6 separate regions of the Mus musculus genome follow, and all the other regions are linked to region 3. Evidence: chromatin contacts called from public ChIA-PET, HiChIP or PLAC-seq and promoter capture Hi-C data. All regions are on one chromosome and are shown on one strand. Each heading gives the region's core, a stretch centred on a gene start, on an enhancer-like site or on the middle of the called end of the contact. The rest is flanking DNA. Distances are from core to core; before and after follow the strand shown.

Region 1 (2,700 bases), core at 198-2,697, 590 kb before region 3:
GACACCACACACCCCTCAGCAAACAAGGTGGGAATCCAGCTCTTTCCCCCTCACAGTTGTCCTCTGGCCTTTTACTCTCCCTTGTCCTCCAGTGTCTGGTGCACAGTGTGTCTGGCCCCATTGTCTTTCCTCAGCATCTGGGGCTCATCATGTGTGTCTCCCCATTGCCCCTCAGTAAGGCTCGAATTGTTCTTGGCTCCAATTGGATCCCATTCCTGTTGTAACCTGATTCTCTTATTATAGACAACAATGGGACTTACTCATGCAGCAGGCCCTATTGTATCTCTCCTTTATAAAAAGTATTAGATTGAGGGTTCAGAAAACCCAAGCCAAAACTCCAGAGATCTTGGGGGGTGGTGAGACTATTAACTTTAGAAATGTAGTCTTGTTTCAATCCAAGCTCAAAGATTGTCTATACTGAAAAGATGTTTTTTGATAGTATTTGGTTGATTGCTCACTTGCATCAAGGCTTCTTCCTAAAAGTTTCTACTATTGGATCGTTCTGCCTTCAGGTCCCTGAGATATGCTTAGTGGGTTAATTTTCTCCATGAATTTTAAATTAGCAGATGAATGGTCTATTATGGATAGAAATGTTGGAATGTTAAGCTTATGAATGAAACACTGAAGTTACTTTTGACCTTGCTTTCTAGATCCAAGTTAATTTATATTTGACACATTCTGTTGTTTTGTGTCCCTTGTCTTTGCCTTTTCTGTTCTATTCCTCTGTGCAACGGTCTTTTCAGATACAATTGTGATTGTATTACTATATTCTACCATGCTGGCAGCCTTTCTAACCTCCAACCTACAGAACTTATGGGTGTGGTCTTATTTAGAATAAAATTGTTTACTTTTGCAGGTATAATTTAGATGTTGAGGTAAGATGACCCTGGATCAGGGTATATACTAGACTCAACCACAGATATCTTGAGATAGAGAAAAGAGGGCAATATGGGGGCGGAGGGAGAGGGACAGGGGAGGAGGAGGAGGAGGAGGAGGAGGAGGAGGAGGAGGAGGAGGAGGAGGAGGAGGAGGAGGAGGGAGCAGGTAGCAGGCATTCGACCTACCTAGCCCCACAAGAAGGGACTCAAGGGCTACTGGAAGCTAGCAGGGAAAGCAGACAGACCTACCCCCTTTTCCTGAGGGATTCCATTCTTGCGCACACCCTGCTAACAGACCATCCTACTCCTTTAAGCCATGTATTCGGAGTGATTCGTTCCCTCAGTCCAGAGAACACTTAAAGCAGGCCAGTGACTTCTAAATTAGACCTAAAGACAAAAGAAGCTTGGAAATGTCCTCGCTGTTGAGATGAGTCGCAGGTGCAATTGACCAGTTACTAAAATAAGGAAGTGCGGGGAGATCCCAGGAGACGGGAACTGAATGTTGCTGGGGGAACGGAATGGACTCCAAAGGACGGAGGAAGAATTGTGCTCCATGCCAGATGGGCAAACTACCAGGTCTGCCTGGCTCTAGACGCTGGCATGGAGGGTAGAGATGGCCCGCGGGGCCTGCACAGACCTTGCCTTCCGAGCAAGGCGTTTTGAATTGGCTGGTTGACAGTTTGTGTTCGCCCCTGGCCCCATCTGGTGTCCTTGTCCCTCCCAGGCATGTGTGTTCAGATTGGCCTCCCCTTCACACTGCTAAATTTAAGGCTTCATTTAGAATCAAATGCTCTCCTGGCCGGCTGCCTGAGGAGTCACATGTGGAATGCTGAGGCACTTAGGCAGGGGGATGAGGCCCTTGCTTTGGGAGAGGGGGTCTGGAAACCATATGAACTGTAAATAGTTTTAGAATATAAAAAATATTAAGTCTTCTGCCAGAAGGAAAGAATTGTTCCCCACTCCCCCTTCCTTGACTTAGTTATTAAGTGTCTGTTGGAAATTACTGGCCCTGATCGCACAGTCTGTTTACTGTCTCTATCAGCCGACAAGGGGCGTCAACTCTTTAAACACTTGCACAGTAGAACTAGGATCTGAGATCATAGAGCCCACACTTAAACTGCTACGTGCCTGATTTTGGAAGGAAATTTGCTTTCTTCCATATAATTTTTCCCACTGAAAGTTTAATGAAACAAATAATACAATATATATGTAAAGATATAAGAAAAAGACAAATTAAAACTAGAAAACAGGACGTGCACTCTTTTTTCCTGTGCCCCAGGATACACAGGTTCTAAGCTGCTTCTGGCCCCAGGGACAGCTCAGTGAGCGTCCTATTTTCTTGGTTGTCATTTTGCTTTTACACCCAACCCTTCATTACAGAGGGAAATTCCAAAAGGCTTTTATTTTCCTTGTGCGTTAGTTCCCTTGGCTGAGGGGCTGCCCTCTTTCTGCTCTCAGCCTGGCAGGGGCAGCCTCTCTTTCTGTTTTGGAGACTAGCTGCTGATTCTTCAATCTTCGCTTTCTTCTTCCTTTCTCTCCGGACTGCAGCATGTCTCTTCTTGCATCTCCTTTTAAGGACGAAGACCAGGGAACTTTGGAGTTGAGAGACAATGAAGGAAAATAGTATTCAACAATCATGGCAGAGAACATTTGAGAACAGTGGCTATTTAAAACTGCAGATTTGAGTGTTTTTGTTTTTCTTTTAAACTTTATTTATTGTAATTTTTTATTTCTAGAAATTAGAATATAACTCCATCAATCTCCCCCTTCCTGTTTCTCCCTCCAATCCCTCCCAGGTACCCACCTATTCTCTCTCAAAGTT
Region 2 (2,700 bases), core at 149-2,648, 920 kb before region 3:
TCAGAAGCTAGGTGTCTCCCAGTTAGAGTTAGATTGTATAGGAAGGGAAAATAAATCTAGAAAGGTTGTGACTATTGGTGTGAATTCTGATTCTCAATACATATATGCACATACACAGAGGGGCATCATTATGGATCTAATGTATATTTCTTAGTCATTGTGTGTGTTGCCGGGTGGTTTGGCATAGTGTGTGAGAGAGATCGATGTCATGTGGTGTGTGTTGCAGTGTGTGGCTTACGACTAAAAGGCCTAGAAAGGACACTGCAATCTGTTGAGTGCCTGCAGGCTGTGTGTGCTCCTGGAGCCCAGCTTTCATGAGCTGTCACTCATACTGGGGTCTTCGGTGACACAGCTGAGTCCTATTTGCTCCTGATCTCTCCACCCATATGCCCTAACTGACCCCACTGAAACTCATTGCTCTATGAAGTTGGACTTTGAGAGTATTTTTCCTTCAGCCTGTCTTCAGTACCCTACCTGGGATAAACTGATCCTAAGGGCTCTCTGCCTGCTCTCTGCTGGTGCTTGGCTGACCCAGTAGATCTGCTCAGAGAGCAGGCCAGCAGCAACTAGGCACTCCAGAGGCAAGGCCCCAGCACGGGTGCTTTCCCAGGTCACAGCCCCATGCTTTTAGTTAGAACTGAGGATGCCATCCTTTTCCTCCAGTGGAAAAGTCTGAGTTCAGAAAACCATGTGTGCCCCAGAGGCCACAGCTTGTAAATCCTATAATAAGCCTGTGTGGTGGTTTAAATATGCTTGGCCTATTAGGAGGTGTGGCCTTGTTGGAGGAAATGTGTCATTGTGGGGGTGGGCAATGATTCTTTTCTCCTAACTACATGGGAGCCAGTCTTCTAGTGTCCTTCAGATGAAGATATAGAACTCTCAGCTCCTCCTGCACCATGTCTGCCAGGACATGCCCTTGTTCTCCACCTTGATGATAATGGACTGAACCTCTAAAACTGTAAGCCAGCCCCATTTAAATGTTGTCCTTAGAAGAGTTGCCTTGGTCATGGTGTCTGTCCACAGCAGTAAAACCCTAACAGCCTGTGTACTATGGGTATGTGCCCATATCCAGCTGTGTCTCCATCCCAAGAATAAACAATTCTGGTGACCTCACTGTGTATGCATCGGGATGAGAAAAATCTCACTACCTCCTCCATAGGGGAAGAGATGTCCCTCTAGGGTTCATGGGAGCAGTGTTGCCACACACTGTCCCCAAATCCAGAGGGTGAACATCTCTGTGTGCTTGTGTGTGAGAAACCCAGAAATAGAGGGAGAGCTGTGATGTGGACAATTCGTTCTCAGAAAGTTGATCTTTCAGAAGCATTTCAAACAAACAAATAATGGTATCCCTTGACAACACGTTAGAACCTTGGTATGAAGGGTGACAATTGTGATGCAGGGGAGGATCCAAGAAGAACTGGGCCTGAGTCAAGTGAAATCAGACAGCAACAACACAAAGGGGGGAGGGGGGCATTCAAACGGTTCAAAACCAAAAACAAGCCAGGGAGCAGTCCTGGAGAAATGAAGTTAAAAGGATCAAAGGTAGCTCGTGAGTAGAAGTGAAAGCCTGATGTGCTTCATTGACATGGCGTCTCATCGGCCGGTCCCTGCAGACGACTTCGGTGCCTACTACAACCTGTGAGCCTCTATGTCCTGTGCCTTTATAGATAACCTCAGGAGTGGGGGGCTGGGGGAGGGCTTACCTAGAGGGGGCATGGCACCTGTTGCATTTGGGAGGGCTCTGCCAGATTTGACCCATGAAGGACCCAGAAGAGATAACATACATGTACTCCCTGATCAGTCAGCTCAGGGCCTCCGTGACATCACTGAGTAAAAGTGAGAATGGCACACTTTTCAGATGGGTGAAACTGAGCAGAGGCACTGAGTGAGGCCGCTGAGCGGTGGGGCCTGGATTTCAGATTCAGTCTGTGGGAAGAAAGGTAATAAAGGACAAAGGTGGTGAGCGGCCCTACTGAATCGGTCAGATAAGAGGGAGCTGTGCAGATCAAGGAGGCCTCCTGGAGCCTGCAGTATTTCCCATCTCTGCATGCTGGGCAGATGCTCCAGTCCCGTCTCTCCACATTAAGTCATTTATTCTTTTAAAGATTTTATTTTATGTATATGAATGCTTTGCTGACAATTTAAGCACACCAAAGCAGTGCTCTTGGAGGCCAGAAGAGGGCATTAGATCCCTTGGAACTGGAGACACAAATGGTTGTGAGCTGCCATGTGGTTGCTGGGAAGTGAGCCAGGATCTTCTGAAAGAACAGCAGAAATGCTCTTAACTGCTGAGCCATCTCTTCAGAACCCAAGCTGTGTGTGTGTGTGTGTGTGTGTGTGTGTGTGTATGCACGTATATCTGTATATGTGTGTATACATATATATGTATATATGTGTGTATACATGTAAATATACGTGTATACATACTATACAGGTACATAGATGTATATATACATATATACATACACACATAGACATATATACACACATGTGTATGTGTATATAAGTATATATACATATGTGTGTGTGTGTATAAATATACACTTGTCTTTTTTTGGACACAGGGTTTCTCTGTGTAGCCTTAGCTATTCGTTCTAGAACCCACTCTGTACACCAGGTTAGCCTCAGACTCAGAGATCCCCCCTGCTGCTGCCTCCTGAACGCTAGGATCAAAGGTTTGCACCACCAATAACTGGCTAT
Region 3 (2,700 bases), core at 21-2,520:
GCCATCTGAAATTCCTTCTTCTAATATTTTCCTAAGTAACAATTAGGTGTTAGGCTAGAGGGATAGCCCAGCAATAGAACATTTACCTAACACACACAAGGCTAAGTTCTTCCCCCAGCTCAAAACATAAAAAAAGAAAAAAAAATCAATGTTAATGATATACAATGCAAAATCGTTTGAAGACTTATTTTTTAACATTCTGAATGTACAGCTATAAATTGTGTTCACAGTGTTTTCAATATAAAAATAATACAATCGTTGACCTTAACGTCTTCTGACAAGATTTTTAGAACCAAGCAATTTCTGGCTTAGAAACAAAACCAAAAGTATCCTGTTCTCCAGTGGATTCAGAGAAAAGCTGGTAATGACATCAGGTACAACTTCAGAAGTCACTGGAGCACAGCCAAGCGGGGTCTGTAAGGATTCAACCCGAAGGTGTGAATGTTAATGCTGAACTGTGCTCAACATCAGCTGTGCATGATGAAGATAAAATCAGGTAATTTTGTTTGATTTGGTTTTGTTTTTTTGTTTTTACCTTTGGTAATTTGGGCATGTTTAATTCATCTGTATAGATAACAATTGGGCCTAAATTCTAACCTATATCTACTTTATAACTTTATAGCATTTGTGTACAGAATTTGGAAGGTTTCTCCAAAAAGGGGGATTGCCTTATTTCCACATTTTTCTTCACTCTGAACTCTAATGGTTTTCTGCGACAATGCATTTTTAAAAAATCTGTCACCAACTGTTACTTTCATTTCATCCTAAAAGCAGTTAATGCACGTTTGTGATTCATTAAATAATTGAACAATTGATTAGTGCATATCCAAACCGGGATATCCACAGAACTGTTTTTGTTAACTACAAACATAACTTTACTAGACAATTGTGTTGCTGTAAATACACCACTGTAAAAACACCACTACAGGGTGTTGAAAGAAAACACATAGATAACAATGGTAGAGGCACGCTACCTTTCAGATAGGTCGGGCATGTTTCATTAGAAACAGACGGTTCCAGAGTCCCAGGCAAGGAAGGAGACAGTTCCCTCACCTAGGACGCTGGATACAGCTAGAAGGTTTTCGAAGCCCCTCAGATAGGACCCGCAACGCCCGATTTCGTAGTTGCTACGCTTAGTTGCTAAGACACAAACTGTCGCTCAGGAAGAGCCGGCTGTGCCCTCCCTTTGGGAGCCGTAGTAAATCATCTCAGGGTCGAGCGCTTTAGTTCCGGAATGAGCTTTATCTTCTCCTGGAGAGACCGGAAGACGAGGAGACTCGGGAGTGACGCTTCTGGGCCGCGGAGCACTGTGGGAGGAGGCTGTCTCTAATTTCTCCTCTCCCCCTCCCCCCTCCGGCCAAGATGTCTGACATGGAGGATGATTTCATGTGCGATGATGAGGAGGACTACGACCTGGTGAGGCGCAGGGAGCGGGCGGGGGCTGGAAGTGGGATGTGGCGGTGGTGCCAAGGCCGAGAGGCTGCAGCTCCCTCCCGGGGCTCGTCGGCCCGGTTCCGCCCTGCCCAGGGACAGGTTTCCCTCCTCGCCTGGCGTCGCGGGCCTGTGGGGCCTGGGAAGAGAGGGAGAGAGGCGGCGGGGCCGCCCTGGACGCTGGGCCCAGGGATAGCGCGGGTGACTGGCCGCGGCCGGTTCTCGGCGCCTCTCTGCCCGCCACCGAGCCTCCACGGCCCGGCGCTTAGGTCTGGGCCCTAGGGGGCCCATCTCTTCTCCACTCTGGACCTGAGCCGGTGCCAGATGCTGGAAGAGTGAAAACTGGAAGAGGGGGGTGGTCCATCCTGCTCCCAGACCTGACTGCGAAACTCGGGAGTCTCCCCCAAAACAGCCTAAGAGTCTCGCCCAGGGTCAGTTTGGGTCCCAGGTTAAGGCTCAGAGCAAGAGTAGGAGGAGTAGTTAAACGACTCGTCCCGTCCTCTAAAACATGACAAGCTCCGAAGAAAGATTTGCTTTTTGTTTGGTTGGACTGGGGAAAGGTAGGGGTTAAGGGAATTGGAACCAATGATCTTTTTCCTTGATTTAAGAAATTTCCCAGCATCCGTGTTTGAATCATCAATGGCATAAAAGTAAACAAACTTGCCTAGTTTGATTGGTGATTTCTTTTCCATTTAAGGTTTAATTGTGAATGGATTTACAGGTTTTAAACTGTACCCCATGATTTATGTTGATAGTCCAAAACGCATGCCTGTGTAAGAACTAAGAAAATTATCTTGATCCCAAAATTAGTGTCAGTTTTGTTTCTTAATTGGGAAGCAATTGTTCGGTTTTTAGAAAAATCCGATGATAGTGCAAGCTGTGGTGTACATGCTTGGAGAAGTCTGGGTCGTCTTTTTTCTTTTCTTTTCTTTTCTTTTTTTAATTTTGAGGTTTATTTATTTTATGTATATGAGTACACTGTCTTCAGGCACACCAGAAGAGGGCACCAGATCCCATTACAGATGATTGTGAGCCACATGTGGTTGCTGGGAATTGAACTCAGGACCTCTGGAAGAGCAGTCAGTGCTCTCAACCTCTGAGCCATCTCTCCAGGCCCTCTTTTCTTTTAAGTGTCACATTCTCAAAGCATTAATATTTTTATTTTGAGGTAATGGTGTAACATCTTTGTATAGATGAATCTGTAAATCATTTGCAATTTTTAAAAAAGGTTTTCATTTTACAGAAAGACATATTTTGCAGAAGGAAGTG
Region 4 (2,700 bases), core at 177-2,676, 540 kb before region 3:
ATTTCTCCTGTTTTATGCATAAATATTTATAATGAAGTTTAACTTACAAATCAGGCACAGTAATAGATTAACAATAAAGTGAACAAATGTAAAAATTATAATCGCATAGTACAGTAAAAGTTATATAACATGGCTTTCTTGTTTCAAGGTATTACATTGTTCTGTGTGTACCCTTGTGTCTTAGTCAGGGTTTCTATTCCTGCACAAACATCATGACCAAGAAGCAAGCTGGGGAGGAAAGGGTTTATTTAGCTTACACTTCCATACTGCTATTCATCACCAAAGGAAGTCAGGACTGGAACTCAAACAGGTCAGGAAGCAGGAGCTGATGCAGAGGCTATGGAGGGATGTTATTTACTGGCTTGCTTCCCCTGGCTTGCTCAGCTTGCTTTCTTATAGAACCCAAGACTACCTACCAGCTCATGGATGGCACTACCCACAATGGGCCTTCCCCACTTGATCACTAATTGAGAAAGTGCCTTACAGCTGTATCTCATGGAGGCATTTTCTCAACTGAAGCTCCTTTCTCTGTGATAACTCCAGCTTGTGTCAAGTTGACACAAAACCAACCAGTATACCCTGCTTTGATATATGATGATATAATGTCAGAAGGATAGGATGAAGTGTGGTTGATGACTTAAGCATTGTGATAACATTACCTGGACACAGACACTTCAGTGCCCTACTAATAGATCTGGTAGCTAAGATGGCTGCTATGTGGATAGTGTATGCTGAGGAATGTATCAGCTAAGGGTCTATCACATCTCAGGTGTGGTAGATCCAGGCAGAGCAGGATAGGATGGGGTAACAGTTCACCCTTTGGGAGCATTACACAACTTAAAGCAAAAATTGTTTAATTTTGGAATTTTCCATCAAATATGTTTTGGATACAGTTAATTGTGGGTAACTGAAACTATAGGAAGTGAACCTTCAGTAAGGGGAGATTATTGCGTAATACCATAGTGAAGGCCAGGTTTGCATTGCCTGTAACAGATGCTGGGATTCTGGTTATTGTGTGTGTGTGTGTGTGTGTGTGTGTGTGTGTGTGTGTGTGTGTGTGTGAGTTGGGTTAGTCACTTAATCTTGCAAGCCATAATTTCCTAATTGGTGAAGTTAGAGACTAGAGGGCTAGAACCTACTCACTTGACACGGTCTGCCTGTTTAGGACAGGTTGGATGATGGGTCTGAACTGTTATTAGTCCTAACACCTCCCCATGTAAAGGAATAAGGAAACAGTAAGCTACTCTGCAAAAACCCGAGCCAGAGTGGCTAGTTAGGGATGCAGGGAGAGGGGCAGAAAAGTAAAACACACATTAAAATATATAAACACATGCAGAATTAAGATCTGTTCATCTTTCTCTCATAGGGTTTTATGTTAGTCATTGTGTGGTTTTAGTTTAGGGGAAACTCAGAGATGACCTGGTCTCATGTTACTCTGAGAGGGAAGTATTGTGCCCAGCCTTTAGAACTAGATGCACAGCATTCAGAATTCTCACACACCATCTAGCCCTCTTCCTGTAAAGATAAGAAATCCTACTCAGATCAGAAATAAATTGTAGGTCGGTGCTATTATTGGTGCAATTTTATGTTCTTTCAAATGCTCTTATTAATATACAAAGACATGAATTGAAGTTCAATGAGTAAAGACAGGACTAATTAAACTAAAACAAACCAATTCAGAAAAAAATCATGCATACAAGTGATTATAAACCTAGGCATCCAAAATGATATACACCCCTGATAGAATTCAGCTAAGTATCTGATAATGTGAGACACACACACACACATACACACACACACACACACACACACACACACACACACACACACACACAGGACTTTAAAGTTTTTTTTTTTTAGATCAGCAATAATTAAAAAACCTAGCCTATCAATAACAAACATGATGTCCAGGAACAAATCTGTCCTGCTGTGGTATGGAACTATATAAAAATAAAGCAAAACTGAATATGTTACAATATAATACCTTTAAAATGGGATTTCTGGGAAAAAACCATATTCTTATCATTGAGGCTGCCCTTAATTTTATGAAATACAGTTTTTTTCCAAGCAGTTAATACAATAGAAGCCTAAGAAAATCCCTTAATAAATTTCTATGAAAACTGATACCTCACATTGCAATAATCTTTTGGGCACCCCATTTGGCATCATAGATGACAGACATTTGGACTTAGTCCTTTGGCCACAGACTTCCCCTTTCTGGAGTTTGAATGTATAATCCATTACTGCACAAAGACTGCACTCTTCCTAGTAGACGGACAGTGACAAACTGTTTTTAGCCAGGATTGATCACGGTTTGTTTACTGCTTAGTGGAGACTTATTGCTGACTTCTTTTGAAAGTAAAACCAGATCAATGTCTCAGGACACATTTCTTCCAACTAGATATATGCCAAATATCTTCCAACTAGATATATGCCAAATATCTTCCAACTAGATATATGCCAAATATCTTCCAACTAGATATATGCCAAATATCTTCAGTAAGGAACCATTTACTCTGCGATGCAGATTGAGTTTCAAGTGAATGTGCCACAGAAAACACTCTACTGGGCTTTTTTAATAGAGAGAACCGCAGGCCCTTGCCTGAGGCTTTCTGATGAGCCAGCCATATCACTTTATGATGCTGAAAGGAAATACCTTGGGCACCAAGGTTTATGGGCAGATTTTCAGTGGAGGCATTT
Region 5 (2,700 bases), core at 25-2,524, 570 kb before region 3:
CAAAGCGATGCTCACAATCGCCCCACAAATGCATCTTTCCCTCTGTTATGGCTCTGGTATCCCAGCACTCACACACCTGGATGTTCTGAACAGCAGCAGACAAAACAGACATACCGAGCAAAGCATGTCTGAGAAACATTTCTGTTTCTCACAGATGTCATCCTAGAACCCAGGGGCCACCACAGCAGAGTACTAGTCTTGATCAGGGCGGTGGCATTTTTCTAGTCCCACAACTTAATCCTGGAGCATTTTCAAGGATGATGCCAACACTCTAGTCTCAGGCTCTTCAAGTGGGTTGTTGACACTCACCATGACCTCTGATGGCCTCTGCTGGATATAGGGGAGTCCCTTTCCCTTTTCCCTCACAGATTTGCATAGGCAATGAATTGATTAAGTTATGAGAGTGTTTTTTATAAGTTCTTAAGAAATTTCATGGCTGTGGATTGATACTATTCCTCAGTGTTTTCTTTTCTTCTTTAACTTAACGAACATTTACACCCAATGAACCCTGGAGACAATGTATTTGGCTCTGAGGCCTCAAAGATATCCAGTAGATTATTCTCAAGTTTCTTCGGATGGGAATACTGCCTTTAAGCTTCCACTGGGTATCTGCTCGGGTTTTTCTCTTGCCCAGGAAGGCTGGGGGAAAGGTGTTTGTGTTGGAGCATGCTGCATGCTGCTTCCTATGTGGAGTCATAGCTGAATCCTTCCACCAATAACTGATAAAAGAAAAGACTAGGGGATAATGGAAGGTGGCGTTGGCCTGGTCCAGCTAGGCATCTGGACAATCACACTTTCTCTCCCTGTTGTATGTCTCTGCTATGGCCTCTCGGTAGTTTGCTCACACTACTAGCCCACCACCTCTGACAAAAGCTTGACCAAGGACTAGCAAGGCTATTGCTATAATTCTTTGCCCGTTCCCTTTCAGGATTATTGCAGAGTGCCTTAGAAAGTCTAACTCTAACTGTGTGCTAGATGCCTTTCACAACTTACTCTGCTGGATGGACACCATCAATCTTGTTCTCCCACACACACTCTTTAATGATAACTAAAAAAAGCCTCCAAGGAAGATGTTAGCAGTAGGGAAGAGAAGAGGGTGTGAGTGAGGAGAGGAATGGTCAGCGATATCAAAGGTGACATGAGAGGGTTTAGGAAGAGGTAGGAGGGTAGGTTTCCAGGGAGACAGAGTAGGGAAAGTTAGACAGGAGGGTTAAGGTACTCCCGTGTTCCAGTCTAAGTTGGGTGAGTGCTGGTTAAGAGACCTTAGCCACTAGGTGGCAGTGGAACCTTAGTCGCTTGTCTGAGGTTGAGGTGGCTCTGCCCCTGGTTTACTGCAGAGGAAGCATTAAACACAGCCAGATTCAATATTGAACAGTGACATTGCATTACCATCTACACAGAGCTCTGAGGAAAAGCTACACCAGATACCAACAGGCATCTTTATCCATGCACCATAAAGAGTTCTAATTATGCATTATTACAATAAGGAATTTTAGCTTGTGTTTAAAGTTATCTTTCTATCCTTAAGATGATAGCCGTAGCTCCAAAGGGCATTCACCTTTACCGCTAGCATGCCGTCTGCCAGGACATGGTGAAACTGGAACATATGACCGGAGATCAAGGCGAATCTACCCCCCAGCACAGATTCTTTTTTTTTTTTTGGGTCAGGATTAGGTGAGCGTTAGTGTAAGAGTGGGCCCCAGATGGACATATTCTCTGAGGGGGTTTGCATGGAACACACCGAGGGGCTCACAAAGCAGTTTCTGCCTTGACTGGCTTCTGTGGTGATTCCTTCAGAGCTGAGAGAGTCACCAGGATGCAGGGGCGTTTGTTCCTCTGGGAGCTATCATGGAGCCTTCATTTAAACAACTCTCATTGTCCCCCCCGCCCCCCGTTTTTGATAATTTAAACAACCCAGACAATTAACTGAGTGGGTTGATTTTGAACTTAAAATCTAAGACTTGAAGATAAAGCCATTATAATGTCTTTCTAAATAAAAGATTTTAGAGACTTGGACTGTCAACCTTTCAGATACACGTAGAGGTTTGTTAGGCTAAAGTTTCATAAGTTGCTGAAACTTAGGTCAGTTCTTTTTAGATGAATCCTCCAGAATTACATTTATTTTTAAATAAGAATTTTAATTTGAGAAAAAAACAAAACCAGCCAGAATTCTAAAAGTGAACTGTGATGTATTTTCTTCCTCCCCCTTTTGACATCTTTAGATGTTTTATTCAGTAAAATGTAGCAGAATTTTGGATCTTATTTTAGTATTTTTTGGAGTCTAACTGGGACATATTACCTTCAAAACTTGGTTTTATAGCACTGGTCACCACTGCTCTTTTTTTGTTTTGTTTTGTTTTCCCAATATAACATTTCTATTGATTCCCTGGAAATTTCACATCACGCACACTGATCAAACTCATTTCTCAGTCCTTCCACCCTTATGATCTCCCTTCAGGGAGGTAAAATAAAAAAAGTAAAAATAAAAATGAATAGAACCCCCTTAAGCCCAATTTGCGTTATCTGTGAACTCACTGGAGCATGGTCAAACTGTGACACCTGCCTCTCAAATAGGACTGAGCCCTTCCCGGCCGCACTCACGCCAGCCGTCAGCTGTGGAGAGTTATGCTTCAATGTCACCATCCACTTGCAAGAGTTCATTTTGGTGGCTTCCTGTCTAGGAGATGGCTCAGTCATTAA
Region 6 (2,700 bases), core at 8-2,507, 620 kb before region 3:
AGATGTGCGATATTGAAAGAAAAGGGGAAGTTGTGGTGATGGCTGGCTGTGCAGCGAGGGGCAGACACTTGGGGCTGATGAGACAGAAGGAAGGAGGGAGCCTGCGGAGGGGAGGGGAGCAATGACTGAGGAGAACAGGGAAGAGTAAGGTGGAAGTTTAGGGAAGGGAGCAGCTCAGGAAATGGGTGGCTAATTGGTTCTAAAGGTGGGCTCCAAGGGGACTGAGAGCTACGGGGAAACCCTGTTGATCACGACCAGCTGGAAGACCTTAAGAAAGTGATTTTAATCTTCCTCCTCTTTGACAATCCATCAGGCTATACATGGCATGCAAAATATTATTTCCAAATTATGGTGCCTTACTTTCAAACTCATCACTGACCTTAGGATATATTCTATATTACCCAGCCATAGACTGTCATTGTCTAGCAGTGTCCTCTACATCTTAGGAATGTAGGAAACTTTGTATGAGGTCAGACTTTAAACATGGAGGTGCAACTTTACAGGATTAGATGCACAGATTACTATAAACTTGGCATGTTAAATGCCAACAAATGTTAACAACATTGCAATGAATATAAAATCATACAAACCTTATATACACAGGAAGTATCACAGGCTCGATTCACTGCATGATAAGATTGGAGAGGTTCTGATGGTCAACATCATGCACCTAGCGTGTAGTTGCTGTACTAAACACAAACTTGGTTGCATTGGTAAAGATCTTGAAGGCAAACATGCAACGGTCACATTCTTCCAACTATCTAGCACATCTCTCAAAGAACACATAATAACACAGAAAAATCATTCTTCAACCCTCCTAATGCTGTGACCCTTTAATACAACTCCTCATATTATGGTGACCTCCAACTGCAAAATTATTTTTGTTGCCTCTTCATAACTGTAGTTTTGCTACTGTTACGAATCATAATGCAAATATCTGTGTTTTCAGATGGTCTTAGGTGACCACTGTGAAAGGGTTGTTTGACCTCCCAAAGGGGTCTCTACCTACAGGTCAAGAACTACTGATGTAGAGGTTCATAGTCTAATTGAACTTTGTGACCTGGTCCAAGACTCTGACAGAACTTGACCAGTGCAGTTAAGTCACACCTGTAGGGAATGCTACTCTTATGATTAGCAACTACATTTGGGTTCTACTTGCTCAAGACTGCCTCAGCAGCCACTGCAATGTGTCCCGTATAAAGAAGATATCTGGTTCCTCCCACGGATAGTCATTGGGAAGTTGTACCCAGGGACTGTATTGAATTGTGATAATGCAGCAGGATGATATTGTGTGGGTTGGGAGACATCCTGCTGTGTTAGCCATGAATCACCCCTTTTGTAAAGTAATGTTTTTGACTTTAAGTTACTTCACTTTATACGTCCAAGTGTCAATGTAGAAGGGTTCCTGTCATTGTTGTGACTGGATAAATAAATACCCGAAAGAAACAACCTAAGAAAAGAAAGCTTTCTTTTGGGCCATAGTTTTAGAAATCTTAAAATATTTTCTGTGAGATAATATACAGTTGGAATTAGAAGAATTAGGATAGGTGATCCCCGATGGTAGGATTTCAGAGTCCTGTTAGAGGTTGGCTGCTTCCGGATGGATTTCAGTTAAGACTTAACAACTGAAAAGACGCAAGAGGAAGAAAGGTAACCGCCCCAGTGAAGAGAACCACAAATTCAGTTTTCTTTGTAGTCACTGCCCTTATGAAACAGGGCAAAACCATCATGTGAAAAAAGTGGGGCAACTTAGCAACAATTTTGAAGCTAACGGGAAAACCACTCTCTCCAACCGTCACCAAGTGGTTTTTCATCATGTTTTGCAGTTTTATCAGCTCAAACAATATGGTTCTATGATCAGATTGCTAAAATCACAGTAACTGTCATATCTTATATTTTGTAGGTTGAAGATCAATCAAAATATTCATGCAAAAATCTGGTATCTAATTCAGTATCTAATCAGTAACTAATTAGGAAACCAATGCTTAGATTTTGTTGTATTGTTCATGTGACTATGTTTCTTCTTTGTAAATATTTATGATAAAATATTTTGAAATATGTTTAAGTAGTGGAATGGTTAAACCAAGTGCATTCACATATACCTTGTTTATTATACATACTGGTTTGTGGAGAGAACCGCTGAAAATATACTTCTAAAAAGTTGTCATTTTTGTTTTTTGAGACAAGATCTTACTGTGTAGCTCAGATTGGCCTGGAACTCACTATGGAGACTAGGTTGGTCTGAAATTCACAACAATCCTCTTGTCTTAGCTTTCTAGTACTGAGCATATAGTTATGAGTCAGTCTCCTCCCCGCCCCCCGAATAATCCATTTTTTCATAGACAAAATAAGCTATTTAGGAATTAAAGTTCAGTTTTAATACTTCACAGATGAGCTGGTTCAGAACTAATTGAGTGTTTATGTGTCTTTGTGTGACATTACTGTTAATGACATAGTAGTTGAAAGGGTTAGTGCGGAGCACTCCCCAAAACATTCTGGCTCGATGAGTGGGACGTTCTTTGAGGAATCAAGCTCAGTGTAGCAAATGTGTAGACTGGCAATTTAAATCTGTAGCTGCTAACCCCAGGAAAGGTGTCTCCAGTGGCTCTGGTTTCACATCTCTTCCTGGTTGTGAGCTTAGGAGTCCAGCTGTAGCTGGTCAGGTGCCATGGAGATATGTAGGAGAGGTGACATCAATTC

The links. Promoter capture Hi-C pulls out the DNA fragments that hold promoters and counts their contacts. ChIA-PET counts read pairs in DNA pulled down with a chosen protein or histone mark. HiChIP or PLAC-seq counts read pairs in DNA pulled down with a chosen protein or histone mark.
Region 1: an H3K27ac HiChIP or PLAC-seq map of cardiomyocytes shows a contact between it and region 3, with 6 times the contacts expected there. The contact joins the enhancer-like site here to the promoter of Cops2 in region 3. A contact is called at or near these places in 11 of 39 promoter capture datasets (the 3T3-L1 cell line, 3T3-L1-derived adipocytes, cancer-associated fibroblasts and 7 more) and 12 of 115 datasets of contacts at active chromatin or transcription factors (the SCID.adh cell line, astrocytes, bone marrow-derived macrophages and 7 more).
Region 2: a contact with region 3 is called in an H3K4me3 HiChIP or PLAC-seq map of bone marrow-derived macrophages, with 5 times the contacts expected there. The contact joins the promoter of Usp50 here to the promoter of Cops2 in region 3. A contact is called at or near these places in 8 of 39 promoter capture datasets (3T3-L1-derived adipocytes, the C10 cell line, the HPC-7 cell line and 4 more), 3 of 115 datasets of contacts at active chromatin or transcription factors (bone marrow-derived macrophages, large pre-B cells and stem cell-derived neural progenitor cells) and 1 of 9 other capture datasets (adipose tissue).
Region 4: a contact with region 3 is called in a promoter capture Hi-C map of the HPC-7 cell line, with 5 times the contacts expected there. The contact joins the enhancer-like site here to the promoter of Cops2 in region 3. A contact is called at or near these places in 6 of 39 promoter capture datasets (the HPC-7 cell line, cranial neural crest, embryonic stem cells and 2 more), 7 of 115 datasets of contacts at active chromatin or transcription factors (cardiomyocytes, embryonic stem cells, fetal liver and 3 more) and 2 of 9 other capture datasets (embryonic stem cells and macrophages).
Region 5: a contact with region 3 is called in a promoter capture Hi-C map of HPC-7-derived erythroid cells, with 7 times the contacts expected there. The contact joins the enhancer-like site here to the promoter of Cops2 in region 3. A contact is called at or near these places in 12 of 39 promoter capture datasets (the 3T3-L1 cell line, 3T3-L1-derived adipocytes, the HPC-7 cell line and 8 more), 1 of 484 Hi-C or Micro-C datasets (embryonic fibroblasts), 8 of 115 datasets of contacts at active chromatin or transcription factors (bone marrow-derived macrophages, differentiating embryonic stem cells, embryonic stem cells and 2 more) and 3 of 9 other capture datasets (adipose tissue, liver and macrophages).
Region 6: an RNA polymerase II ChIA-PET map of memory CD8 T cells shows a contact between it and region 3, with 17 read pairs. The contact joins the enhancer-like site here to the promoter of Cops2 in region 3. A contact is called at or near these places in 7 of 39 promoter capture datasets (the 3T3-L1 cell line, the HPC-7 cell line, cancer-associated fibroblasts and 4 more) and 9 of 115 datasets of contacts at active chromatin or transcription factors (the SCID.adh cell line, bone marrow-derived macrophages, differentiating embryonic stem cells and 6 more).

What each region holds. Positions count from the first base shown.
Region 1 is chr2:126,449,603-126,452,302 of GRCm38.p6, reverse strand. The region is part of intron 6 of Atp8b4 (ATPase, class I, type 8B, member 4); the gene reads left to right. Among named protein-coding and RNA genes, the nearest start is that of Atp8b4, 41 kb to the left of the region's middle. Within about 2 kb of position 1,447, at least 44 of the 459 cell types and tissues checked have an H3K27ac peak or open chromatin away from gene starts, as enhancers often do. A contact at or near this core is called in cardiomyocytes, heart atrium, neural stem cells and 1 more, where this site is marked.
Region 2 is chr2:126,782,158-126,784,857 of GRCm38.p6, reverse strand. Usp50 (ubiquitin specific peptidase 50) reads left to right here and starts at 1,398. Exons shown (of 7, transcript NM_029163.3): 1 at 1,398-1,638. The coding sequence starts at 1,571.
Region 3 is chr2:125,857,652-125,860,351 of GRCm38.p6, reverse strand. Cops2 (COP9 signalosome subunit 2) reads left to right here and starts at 1,270. Exons shown (of 13, transcript NM_009939.3): 1 at 1,270-1,416. The coding sequence starts at 1,363. It also overlaps a transcript of Galk2 not described here.
Region 4 is chr2:126,397,942-126,400,641 of GRCm38.p6, reverse strand. The region is part of intron 12 of Atp8b4 (ATPase, class I, type 8B, member 4); the gene reads left to right. Among named protein-coding and RNA genes, the nearest start is that of Atp8b4, 92 kb to the left of the region's middle. Within about 2 kb of position 1,426, at least 7 of the 459 cell types and tissues checked have an H3K27ac peak or open chromatin away from gene starts, as enhancers often do. A contact at or near this core is called in the HPC-7 cell line, where this site is marked.
Region 5 is chr2:126,428,040-126,430,739 of GRCm38.p6, reverse strand. All of the region lies in intron 7 of Atp8b4 (ATPase, class I, type 8B, member 4), which reads left to right. Among named protein-coding and RNA genes, the nearest start is that of Atp8b4, 62 kb to the left of the region's middle. Within about 2 kb of position 1,274, at least 18 of the 459 cell types and tissues checked have an H3K27ac peak or open chromatin away from gene starts, as enhancers often do.
Region 6 is chr2:126,473,233-126,475,932 of GRCm38.p6, reverse strand. All of the region lies in intron 3 of Atp8b4 (ATPase, class I, type 8B, member 4), which reads left to right. Among named protein-coding and RNA genes, the nearest start is that of Atp8b4, 17 kb to the left of the region's middle. Within about 2 kb of position 1,257, at least 92 of the 459 cell types and tissues checked have an H3K27ac peak or open chromatin away from gene starts, as enhancers often do. A contact at or near this core is called in the HPC-7 cell line, the SCID.adh cell line, bone marrow-derived macrophages and 2 more, where this site is marked.